2 separate regions of the Mus musculus genome follow, and region 2 is linked to region 1. Evidence: chromatin contacts called from public HiChIP or PLAC-seq data. All regions are on one chromosome and are shown on one strand. Each heading gives the region's core, a stretch centred on a gene start, on an enhancer-like site or on the middle of the called end of the contact. The rest is flanking DNA. Distances are from core to core; before and after follow the strand shown.

Region 1 (5,231 bases), core at 2,195-4,694:
TCAGGGACTACCAACAGTGTAGATGAAATCTCACCCTGAGCAGGTACTGAGCTGAGGACTGTCTGCCTACCAGCTCATTCTTAAACCAGTGCTCTGAGGGGCTGGCCAGCTGTCTCGGCAGCTAAGAGCACTTACTGCTCTTACAGAGAACCTAGGTTCTGTTCCTGCACCCATAGGTGGCTCACAACCATCTGAAATTCCACTTCCAGAGGATCTGATACCCTCTTCTGGCCTCTCAGGCACCAGGCACACATGCAGTGCACAGACACACCTGCAAGCAAAACACTAATACACAAAATAAATACAGTCTTAAAAAATAAATAAAAATAAGTCCTTAAAAACAGCAACAGTGATAACCAGGATTCTGGAGTAGCATTACTATTGCCTCCATTATCTGATGAAGAGAATCAAGCACACATCCAACACCTCTTAAGTGTCAGAGGCACTAAGGTTGAGGATCTGTTGGTACAGTCCTTGCCTGGCATACACAAAGCCCTGGGTTTGATTCCCCAAACAGCATAATCTGGGTGTGGTGTACAGACCTGCAAAGCCAGCTCTCAGTAAGTGAAGGTTGGAGACCAGAGCTCTGGGTCCTACACAGGCAAGGGACAAGGTCCAGGCCAGCCTGGGCATTAAAAAGAGAAAGAAAGCCGGGCTGTGGTGGCGCACGCTTTTAATCCCAGCACTTGGGAGGCAGAGGCAGGCGGATTTCTGAGTTCGAGGCCAGCCTGATCTACAGAGTGAGTTCCAGCCAGGGCTATACAGAGAAACCCTGTCTCGAAAAACAAACAAACAAACAAACAAACAAACAAACAAACAAACAAAAAGAGAGAGAGAGAGAGAGAGAGAGAGAGAGAGAGAGAGAGAGAGAGAGAGAGAGAGAGAGAAAAGAGCAGATCTAGAGTCCACACTTAAACCCAGGCCATGCAGATTCTAGAGCTGGACTTTTAACCACATCGCCTTTTAATTTACTTTAATTTATTATTTTTAGACACAGTGCTTCCCTGTGTAGCCTTGGCTGTCCTAGAACTTGCTCTGTAGACCAGGCTGGCCTCAAAGTCAGAGATTGACCTGCCTCTGCCTCCTGAGTGCTGGGATTAAAGGCGTACACCACTACCCCCTGGCTATTTTTAAATTTATATATGAGATCATATGATGCCATAGTCTGTAATGGTGCCACCAGCTCCCATATGCACACTGACACCAGCCCTGCTTCTCATCAACCGAAATCTTTAACAAGATGTTCTCTGTACATACATGTACGTGTTTGATCCTGGACTTTATATATGTCCTGTCGCATACATGGAAAATCTCCTTTACAAAGAAACTGAGACTCAAAGATGTCAGTAGCTTCTTAATGGTCCTGTGCTCGGTTTTGAGCCAGAGAATGCCTGACAGACTTGGGAGACGGTGTCAGAGTGTAGGACCTCCAACGTCACCCAGTCTGATGGCCATCAACACCAGCCAGTGAAGTGTCCAACAGCGGCCACCATCAGAGGGAGTGGCCAGCTCTGAGCTTGCATGTCTAAGGCTGATCTTTTGATCCCAAGCTTGAGGCACACCATTGCACTCAAAATCATTGTGAAGACACTGGGCCCCAATTTTTCTGATTTCTTCTGAGACTTATAATTTTACCAACTATTTTGTCATAGACGTAACTTTAAAGATTTATTTTTGCTTGTGTGTATGTGTACCCACCTGTGGTATGTACAGGTGCCCGATGAGGCCAGATAAAAGCATTAGATCCCTTGGAGCTGGAGTTACAGATAGTTGTGAGCTGCCCAACGTGGTTGCTGGGAATTGAGCAAGCAGTCTAGACCACTGAGCGAGCCATCTCTTAGCAGAACTAATTTTGCTCTCTTCTCTGATACATCTGTGTTGTTTCCTTAGAGATACTTTTATTCCTTGAGATCAAAAGCCATGAAACACATCTTTTATAAAAAGCCCATACATTATAGGCAGCATTGGTAACCTACACCCACACCCAACACCTGCAATCATCAGGCCCCAAGAAGGCTTTCTCCCAGTTGCCGGCACTGCCCATTACCAGCTACTTTCAGGTGACATCTTTACTTGAAATTCTGAGAGGAAAGAAAGGTGACGTGGGAGTGAGAAGTCACCTGTGAACAGAACACATGTCCATGAGGGTGACTTAGGAGGGAGGAGTGTGACTTATCAGGGAGGAGGGTGACTTAGCAGGGAGGAGGGTGACTTATCAGGGAGGAGGGTGACTTAGGAGGGAGGAGGGTGACTTAGCAGGGAGGAGGGTGACTTATCAGGGAGGAGGGTGACTTAGAAGGGAAGAGGGTGACTTATCAGGGAGGAGTGTGACTTATCAGGGAGGAGGGTGACTTATCAGGGAGGAGGGTGACTTATCAGGGAGGAGGGTGACTTAGGAGGGAGGAGGGTGACTTAGGAGGGAGGAGGGTGACTTAGGAGGGAGGAGGTGACTTAGCAGGGAGGAGGGTGACTTATCAGGGAGGAGGGTGACTTAGCAGGGAGGAGGGTGACTTATCAGGGAGGAGGGTGACTTATCAGGGAGGAGGGTGACTTATCAGGGAGGAGGGTGACTTATCAGGGAGGAGGGTGACTTATCAGGGAGGAGGGTGACTTAGCAGGGAGGAGGGTGACTTAGCAGGGAGGAGTGTGACTTAGGAGGGAGGAGTGTGACTTAGCAGGGAGGAGGGTGACTTATCAGGGAGGAGGGTAACTTAGCAGGGAGGAGGGTGACTTAGAAGGGAGGAAGGTGACTTCCGTCTAGGTTCTTCCAAGTGTATTGTCAGAGACTGCTCACCTATTCAGCTGTGGTCTCAATTAAGTTGGCTGTTTCCTTCTTCTAGAGCCAAATAGCTGAGGTTGTTTTGGCATGAAGCTAACAGGGACCCTTGAATAGACCCTGGATTCCCCAGCTATCTGTCACACATGGCCTGAGGCTAACAGGGACGCTTAAATAGACCCTGGACTCCCCGGTTGTCGGTTGCTCTACCCAACACTGATGTGGGGTCTCTTCAAGCTATGGTGAGAACTCTTACTTCATAGGCACTGGTATCTGAAACATCCTGTCCGTAGAATATTGGACAAGACTCCATTGGCTTTTGCCATCCATTTTCCTCATCTTCTGCAGTTCTGTGACTCAGCTGACTACTGCCTGGCACTGAGGTACCAGTTCAGAGAGAGCAGCTTTCCCCGAGACTGACAAAGAGTCCTGGGATTAGCAGGACCGAGGTGGGAGTCAGAGATGGATCGATAAAGATTGCACAGTGTGAGCAGCCTTCTCATGGCCTGAAACATGTCCTGTCTTTGCAGTTTAGGCCCTGATTGTCTTCTTAGCTTTCAGTCCAGGTAGAAAAGTTCTAATTTCATTCTCCAAACCACTGAGAAGCACAAACTTGAGGCTGGGTGTGGTGACAGACGCCTATAATCAGGAGGAGGAGTCAGGGAGGTCAGAGGTTCAAGGTTATGCTTGGCTTTGTATCCAACTCAAGGCAAGCCAGGGACACAGGAGACTGGTTCAAACCAAACAAAGAAAACACAAACGACTCAAGAACTTGCTTTAGGCTGTAACTGCCTGTGGAAAGGTTTTGATAGAAAGTAAAGTGCGAAGAATGAATTTTACTAGAACTAACTGCTTCTTGGTTGTAGTGTTTGCTTGTCTGTTTAAGACGGTCTGAGCATTTAGGCCTGGCTAGTCTGGTACTGTCAATGGAGACTACACCTGCTTTCAAACCGATTCTTGAATGCAGGGCTAAGGGCATGCACCACTACACCCAGTGGAGTCATTCTCGAGAAGAAACCATGGGCTGGAGTGATGGTTCAGAGCACTAGCTGCTCTTGTAGAGGACCCAAGTTCAGTTCCGTGCACCCATGTGGTGGCTCACAGCCGTCTGTCATTCCAGTTCCAGGGGATCTGACACCCTCTTGTGACCTCCCTAGCTACCAGGCACACACGTGGCACACAGAAATATGCAGGCAAACTTCCATGCACATAAACAAAAATGAATAAACCTTTAAAAAGAAATAAGAAATCTCACTTTTCACTTTATATGTGTGTATAAAGACGGTTTGTTCAACTATCAATGTCAAGAACTCTGTGTGTGTGTGTGTGTGTGTGTGTGTGTGTGTGTGTGTGTGTGTGTGTGTGTGCCTGCCATGTATTTGAAAGGGCCTCTGGCATTTGGAAGAGGACTTAAGCTCCCCAGGGACTGCTGTTCTAGGTTGTTTTTGAGCTGCCAAGTGGGTGCTGGGAATCAAACCCTGTGCAAGAACAGCCAGTGCTCTTAACCATGGGAGCCATCTCCCCAGGCCCCAGGATGCATGTAAACTTTAAAATGGGTATGTGTTGCTAAATGGTAAACAAGGGGCTCCCTGAATAGCCAATGATCAGGTACAGCCAAAACCTTCAACAAGAGGCAAGAAGCAGCTGGGTGGTGGAACACTTTTAATCCCAGCACAGAAGACAGGAAGATCTCTGAGTTGGAGCCCAACCTGATCTACAGATGGAGTTCCAGAATGAACCAGGGCTACAGAGAAACCCAGTCTCTAAAAAACCAAAACCCAATCTAACCCAAACAAAGCAAAGCAAAGCAAAACAAAACAAAACAAGCTAGAAACTCCTGCCCACTGGGGAAGCCCCTGAAGACCCATTCTCAGCCAGGCTGGTGGGAGGGCAGAGGGGAAGCCCCTGAAGACCCATTCTCAGCCAGGCTGGTGGGAGGGCAGAGGGGAAGCCCCTGAAGACCCGTTCTCAGCCAGGCTGGTGGGAGGGCAGAGGGGAAGCCCCTGAAGACCCGTTCTCAGCCAGGCTGGTGGGAGGGCAGAGAGCACTTTCTACTTAGCCCACGGTTTTGTTGCTGGTGTTTTGAGACAGAGCCTCATTCTGAACTCGTGAAGATCCTACTGCCTCAGCTTACATGCTCAGGTTACAGGTGTGGGCCGCCATGCTCCCTTTAAACCGGTGAGCTCTACAAGTGTTAGATTAAACACATTGCTTTCTTTCTTAGGATGGGGGTGGAAAACAGCTGTCCTGAAAATAACTTAAAACCCCACGTCCTGGACTCCTGAAGTTGGTTGTCTGCAAACTTGTTGGTGATACTACACACACACACACACACACACACACGCCACACCTTACATAACTTTGTCGACTTAAAGCTTTATTTGTGTCATAGCAAACCCATTAGCATCTCTGAAACAGCAGTTTTTCTCCTGAGTCACCTGTCTCCTTGGCTTTC
Region 2 (5,123 bases), core at 1,906-4,405, 180 kb before region 1:
GCTCATCGATTCAGCAGTGTTGGCTGGCCAACAAGGCCCAGGATCCTCCTGTCTGTTGCCCAGCACACCCTGCCTGCAGCACCACCCTGCTATTACATGAGTGCAGGGCATTGAGCTCATGTCCACACACTCTCTTTGCTTTGAGCTCTGAGCAAGTGGTTCTGGTTAGAACAACCAAATCAGGGGTCAGTGGAATGATCACACGGTACATGTCTGACCAAGTTTTCCCCTCCAACGTTCTCCAGTTGGAATTAAGATGGCAGGGAAGCTCTCCTTCAAAGATGCCTCTTATATCTGTTTGCAAAGTTTAAAAGTTACAAGCTTTGTATCATTTTCATCTGATATTTGTTCGGGCGGCAAATGGCCCAGATCAGCAATGCAGGTGCCGTAACTCCCCAGAAATAAAGGTTTGGAAGTATATGATTGACACACACATATATAGACCTGATGGTGTGTGACTACTGTCACTGTCTCTTGGTTGCTCTAAAGAAGTAGCTGCCTGACATCTTGTAAAGACACTCAAGTAGTCCCATGAAGAAGCTCCTATGGGAGGTGACGAAGGCCATGTGCCTGCAGCTGGTGCCAATGTCACCATGTGAACGATCCACCTTAGAACCAGGTCTTCCAACTCACACGAACCCTTTGGGTGTTCCCACACCCATGAGAGAGTTGATCCGTAGCCAACTGTCTGGCCATTTCCAGTCCAGATGGTTGTGAGCTGCCATGTTGGTGCCTTGAACCAAATCCATGTCCTCTGGAAGAGCAGCAAGGTCTTTAACTGTTGATCCACTGCTACAGCTCTTGTGCTTTTCTTCTGAGTCCAGCTACACTTCCCATTCAATGAGTCACCAACCTGTGCCAGTGTCTGGCCCACTAGTGTAAGTGGCTGGTCACTGATGCAGGCTACTCCACTGATGCAGTTGACTGGTCACTGGTGGAATTGTCTGGTACAGTTCCCTGGTCCATGTGGCTGGTCACTGGTATGCATGGTTAGCCTGCTGGTCCTGATGGCAGGCAGACTGATGGAGTCCACAGATCTATGTTTTCATGACCCCAGCTTTATCTCTGGTGTGATTCTGTATACCTTCCCTGTGTCTGATTTCCTCGTCTACTAAAAAAGTAACTTAAATAAGTATAATACTTAAAATGATACAGAATTTCAGCAAGTCGTCGAATCTTGACTCCTCAAAGATTGGTTGCTGTAGTTTGAATAAGGAATTACATCACCCGTGGGCTCATAGATTTGCTTATTTGCTCCCAACAGGGAACCTTCCAAGTTTGAGAAGGTTGTGGAACTTTTAGAAGGTGAAGGGAGAGATCCCTGGGGACAGGCCTGAACTTTGTAACTGGGTCTCTCTTCTCATTCAAATTCTACTTTCTGAGTGTAGATGGAGCATAGCCAAGTGGCCTCCTGCTTCTGCCATTAAGGCTTCGCTCATGGATGTCTGCTGCTATGCCCCCCTCTCTGTGATAGGCTGTCTCCCTCCAGAAAGAGAAGGCAAAATAAACTCCTTCGGCCCTACTTGGCCCTTGTTAGTGCGACATCAGTGAGAATCACCAACACACGGGGAACAGAAAGAGATGTGTAGTCACGTCTGCGGTTTGATGTCTACTGAGCTGGGCTTTACATGATTTCATTGTTGGAAAGAATCTGAAAGGAAAACCTTATCAATCAGATAAAATTAGTGTTTTCAGACGCTCTTAAGAAAGAATACAGAGAAGGTTGGAGTGATTAATAATTACAAAATGGTAATACCTCATATTTGAAAAGCCATGAGTGCTTTTTAGGGAATTATAATTATAATCACAACTAAATTATATAGAGATAATATGTGTGGATAGCCTGTGAGGTAATGTCTCCTCCTTATCTTCTTCCTAATCCCTTGATTGTACAGCCAAAAAAAAAAAAAAAAAAAAAAAAGGCTCAAAACATTAGATTCTTACAACAAAATCAATGTCTGTAATAGATATGAATATCCTTATGACAAATCACTTATAAATGTTTCCCTGCCAAGCACTGTGCACACCCCACAGTCTGCGGCTTTATTTATGGGTGTGATGGAAGTTGCCCCTCTCAGTCAGTCTTGAAGGATTGATTAATGCATGACTGGGCATGCTTAACATTTGACAAGAGTTAACGCAAGCCTTCCTCCTGATATGCGGCCCGAGGCCTTTCTTTATACCCCACGTCAAACCTAGGACAGAGCTTCTGTCACTCACATTGTTTAAGGGAGGAAATGGCGAAATCGTATTGGCAGAATAAGCGCCTGGAGCTGGGGTTGGAGATTCTCTAATGAGAGTTTCAAAGTCTTTGTTACACTATGGAATCTTCCTCCAGCAAAGAAAAAGATATGCCTGTGCACATACGAAGTCCAGCCCAGAAAGCCTGGGCTCTGGGTGAGTAGCCGGTTTTGTGGTTTTGATCCTAGTCCTGTTTCTGCCTTCCCACTTCCTTGTAGCATCCCGAGGTGGGAAACTAAGGACGCATTTCTTGTTCGCTTCCTACTCTACTTTTTCTAAAGTCAGCAATCTTCCTTCAATGCATATACCAATACCACTCACTCTCCTAAGCAAAGACAATTCGGCCAAAGCGGCTCACTTTTGGCAGGGTTTACCAGCCAAGCTTTAGACTTTTCCATATTCGGTAGGTTCTGCAGTGATGAGGACCACTAACATACCTTAACACCAGGCTTTGTTTAGTTTCAAAATTGAATGATAAACACCGTGCAGTCTTTCAGGCTAAGTGTCTTTGGTTACAACAGTTTGTGGCTCTCCCGTGCAAAGCATCACAGTGGCTTGGTGAGATGCTCCCTAGAGGTGTGTTGCTACGTCCTTGCTGTTGTTGAGACTTGCTAATTAGTCAGGGAGGGCATGGGACCTGAAGTCTCCTGGCCTGGAATGTAGCACTCAACTTTCTTTTGTCTTGCAGAATTTGCGTAGGAAACATCCTGGGAGGGTCAACGCTGGGTAAATGCAGAAGTGGAGGGAAGGAAGACAGGAAACAGAAGCCATGAGTAAGCAAAGCCGCAAGACTGAGAGAAAGTGAGCGAAGTCAGTGGTAGTAATTAGAAAATAAGCAGGTGGAGAAAAGCAGACGCTAGAGCTGAGTCATGGGCGTGGCAAGGAGCCAAGGTCTCCCGTGACGTCACGGGAGGGGAGCTGAGTGCTGGTCAAGGGAGGGGAACGGAGGCGCCCTCGCTGGAGCTGTTCCTCACAGCTCGCCCGCCCGATGGCCAAGACAGGCTAGTGAGTTCTCCATTAGCCAGTCAACGGGCCCTTCAACTTTTACCTACTTTTTCTCACCATTCGCTTTTAAGCAAACCTGGAACAGATGATCAGGTGGTTATTTCTAATTCTTTGCACCTTCAAAGGATCAAATTAACACGATAATAGCAGAAGTCATCTGGGACAGACAAGGCACTCCACATGCTGTGTGTGGCCTTGGGGGTCCTACAAACCTCAAACCGCCAGACTGAAACTCAAATCCAAGGCCACATTGTTTTGAAGTTTCAGTTAGGTGACTTCTCTATCTAGCTTTAAAGTGCAGGGCAAGGGGAGTGGAGGTGGGGGAATTCCTTTGTTTGCTTGCTTGATTTTGCAAGAAAGTCTGCTCTTCCCCCCCCCCCCCATCCAGGTGAAGCCCCAAACTGCATAAATTTAGGTATGGAAATAAGACACCTGTTCTAAGAAATTGGAGGACTGACAGACCTCTTGGGATATGAGTTTCAGAATGTATTTTACATTGTTTTTCCAATATTTTGGACTGGGCAAAAACAAGTGAACTACTTTTTTTTTTTTTTTTGGTTTGTCCAGACAGGGTTTCTCTGTGTAGCCCTCGCTGTCCTGGAACTCACTCTGTAGACCAGGCTGGCCTCAAACTGAGAAATCCACCTGCCTCTGCCTCCCGAGTGCTGGGATTAAAGGCGTGTGCCACCACTGCCTGGTGAACTACTTTAATAATAGAAAATACTTCTTAGAGTTCAAATGGTCTCGGGGAATGCGATATCCTTATGTCTGACTCATTTTGCCTAAGTCTGTATTGTTTAATAAGAACTGATCATCGTAAAGAGGCTCACTAAGTGTTTGAACTCAGTTTCTGGTTAGTTTGTTTCTGGTTGTTTCTAGTGAAAGTGCCTTCTGACCTGAGGAAGCTCCCCAATTCCAGTTAAAAACAAAGAGATAGCAATTTGAATACTAATGAAAAAGAAACTATGTTCTTAACTTAGGTATAAAAGAAAAGGGGCCAAGGGGAAAGGGTATAAAAAGAAAAGAGTTGAGGAGAAAGGAGGGGGAGGGTAAAGTGTGGGGGCAGAAAGGAGGCCTTAAAGGACTGTAAGTTTGTGGATTCAATGGCATATGTTGTCAACAACCCACATTTCTCATAGTGAGCGTCAGCTCCTCACACTGTCACCATCAAACTACGCTTTGACTTGACTGCTGTGAGACTCCAGACTTTATAAGTCTCATCAAATTTTATTACAACAACTCCCAGTTTGTCTTACCTCTGCTCTGCTCTGTGGAGATCCATGGCTGCCTTATTCCTCATTGTCTACATGATCAGACCATCAGACCAATACCCAGCAAAGGTATTCCTACCTGTGGTCAGCCCCAGAGAATTTGCTAAAGCCTCATTAACAGTCATTGTTGGGCCTAAAGACACCGGTTCTGGAAACAGGCCCATAAACAGGGCCATCTGCATAGAGGACATGATGAGGCTGATTCGAAAATACCACCCTTTGGCATGGTTCTTGGTATACTGCTAAGATCCAAAAATGATTATCTTAAAAAATAATAATGGACAGTTCCCCATAATAATGACTCTAAGTAATTTTCAAAACTAGGAAGATTCTTTACAAATAAAAGTCAAAGAGGTGTGGGGTTTGGTTTTAGAAAAAAACAAAAAAACAAAAAACTATATGTGTCTGTGCTCATTTTTCAGCCCAGCATGAAGCATCACAGGAGACAGGGTCTTGAAAATCTTCTTTTACTCTGGTCTGATGGCTGACTCTTCTCACACGAGCGAGTCAGTTGATCTTACTCATTTCTAGGTGAATTCAGCCGGCTGGGGAGCAACCATGCCGGAGAATATGAAGCACGTGGTTCTAGTTCCTTCCAGCCTTCTA

The links. HiChIP or PLAC-seq counts read pairs in DNA pulled down with a chosen protein or histone mark.
Region 2: a contact with region 1 is called in an H3K27ac HiChIP or PLAC-seq map of embryonic stem cells, with 11 read pairs. The contact joins two enhancer-like sites. A contact is called at or near these places in 1 of 484 Hi-C or Micro-C datasets (embryonic stem cells) and 3 of 115 datasets of contacts at active chromatin or transcription factors (CD8 T cells, effector CD8 T cells and embryonic stem cells).

The regions. Positions count from the first base shown.
Region 1 is chr6:145,092,869-145,098,099 of GRCm38.p6, reverse strand. No RefSeq gene overlaps it. Among named protein-coding and RNA genes, the nearest start is that of Bcat1, 19 kb to the right of the region's middle. Within about 2 kb of position 3,444, at least 20 of the 459 cell types and tissues checked have an H3K27ac peak or open chromatin away from gene starts, as enhancers often do. A contact at or near this core is called in CD8 T cells and embryonic stem cells, where this site is marked.
Region 2 is chr6:145,274,398-145,279,520 of GRCm38.p6, reverse strand. No RefSeq gene overlaps it. Among named protein-coding and RNA genes, the nearest start is that of Gm15706, 26 kb to the right of the region's middle. Within about 2 kb of position 3,155, at least 235 of the 459 cell types and tissues checked have an H3K27ac peak or open chromatin away from gene starts, as enhancers often do. A contact at or near this core is called in CD8 T cells and embryonic stem cells, where this site is marked.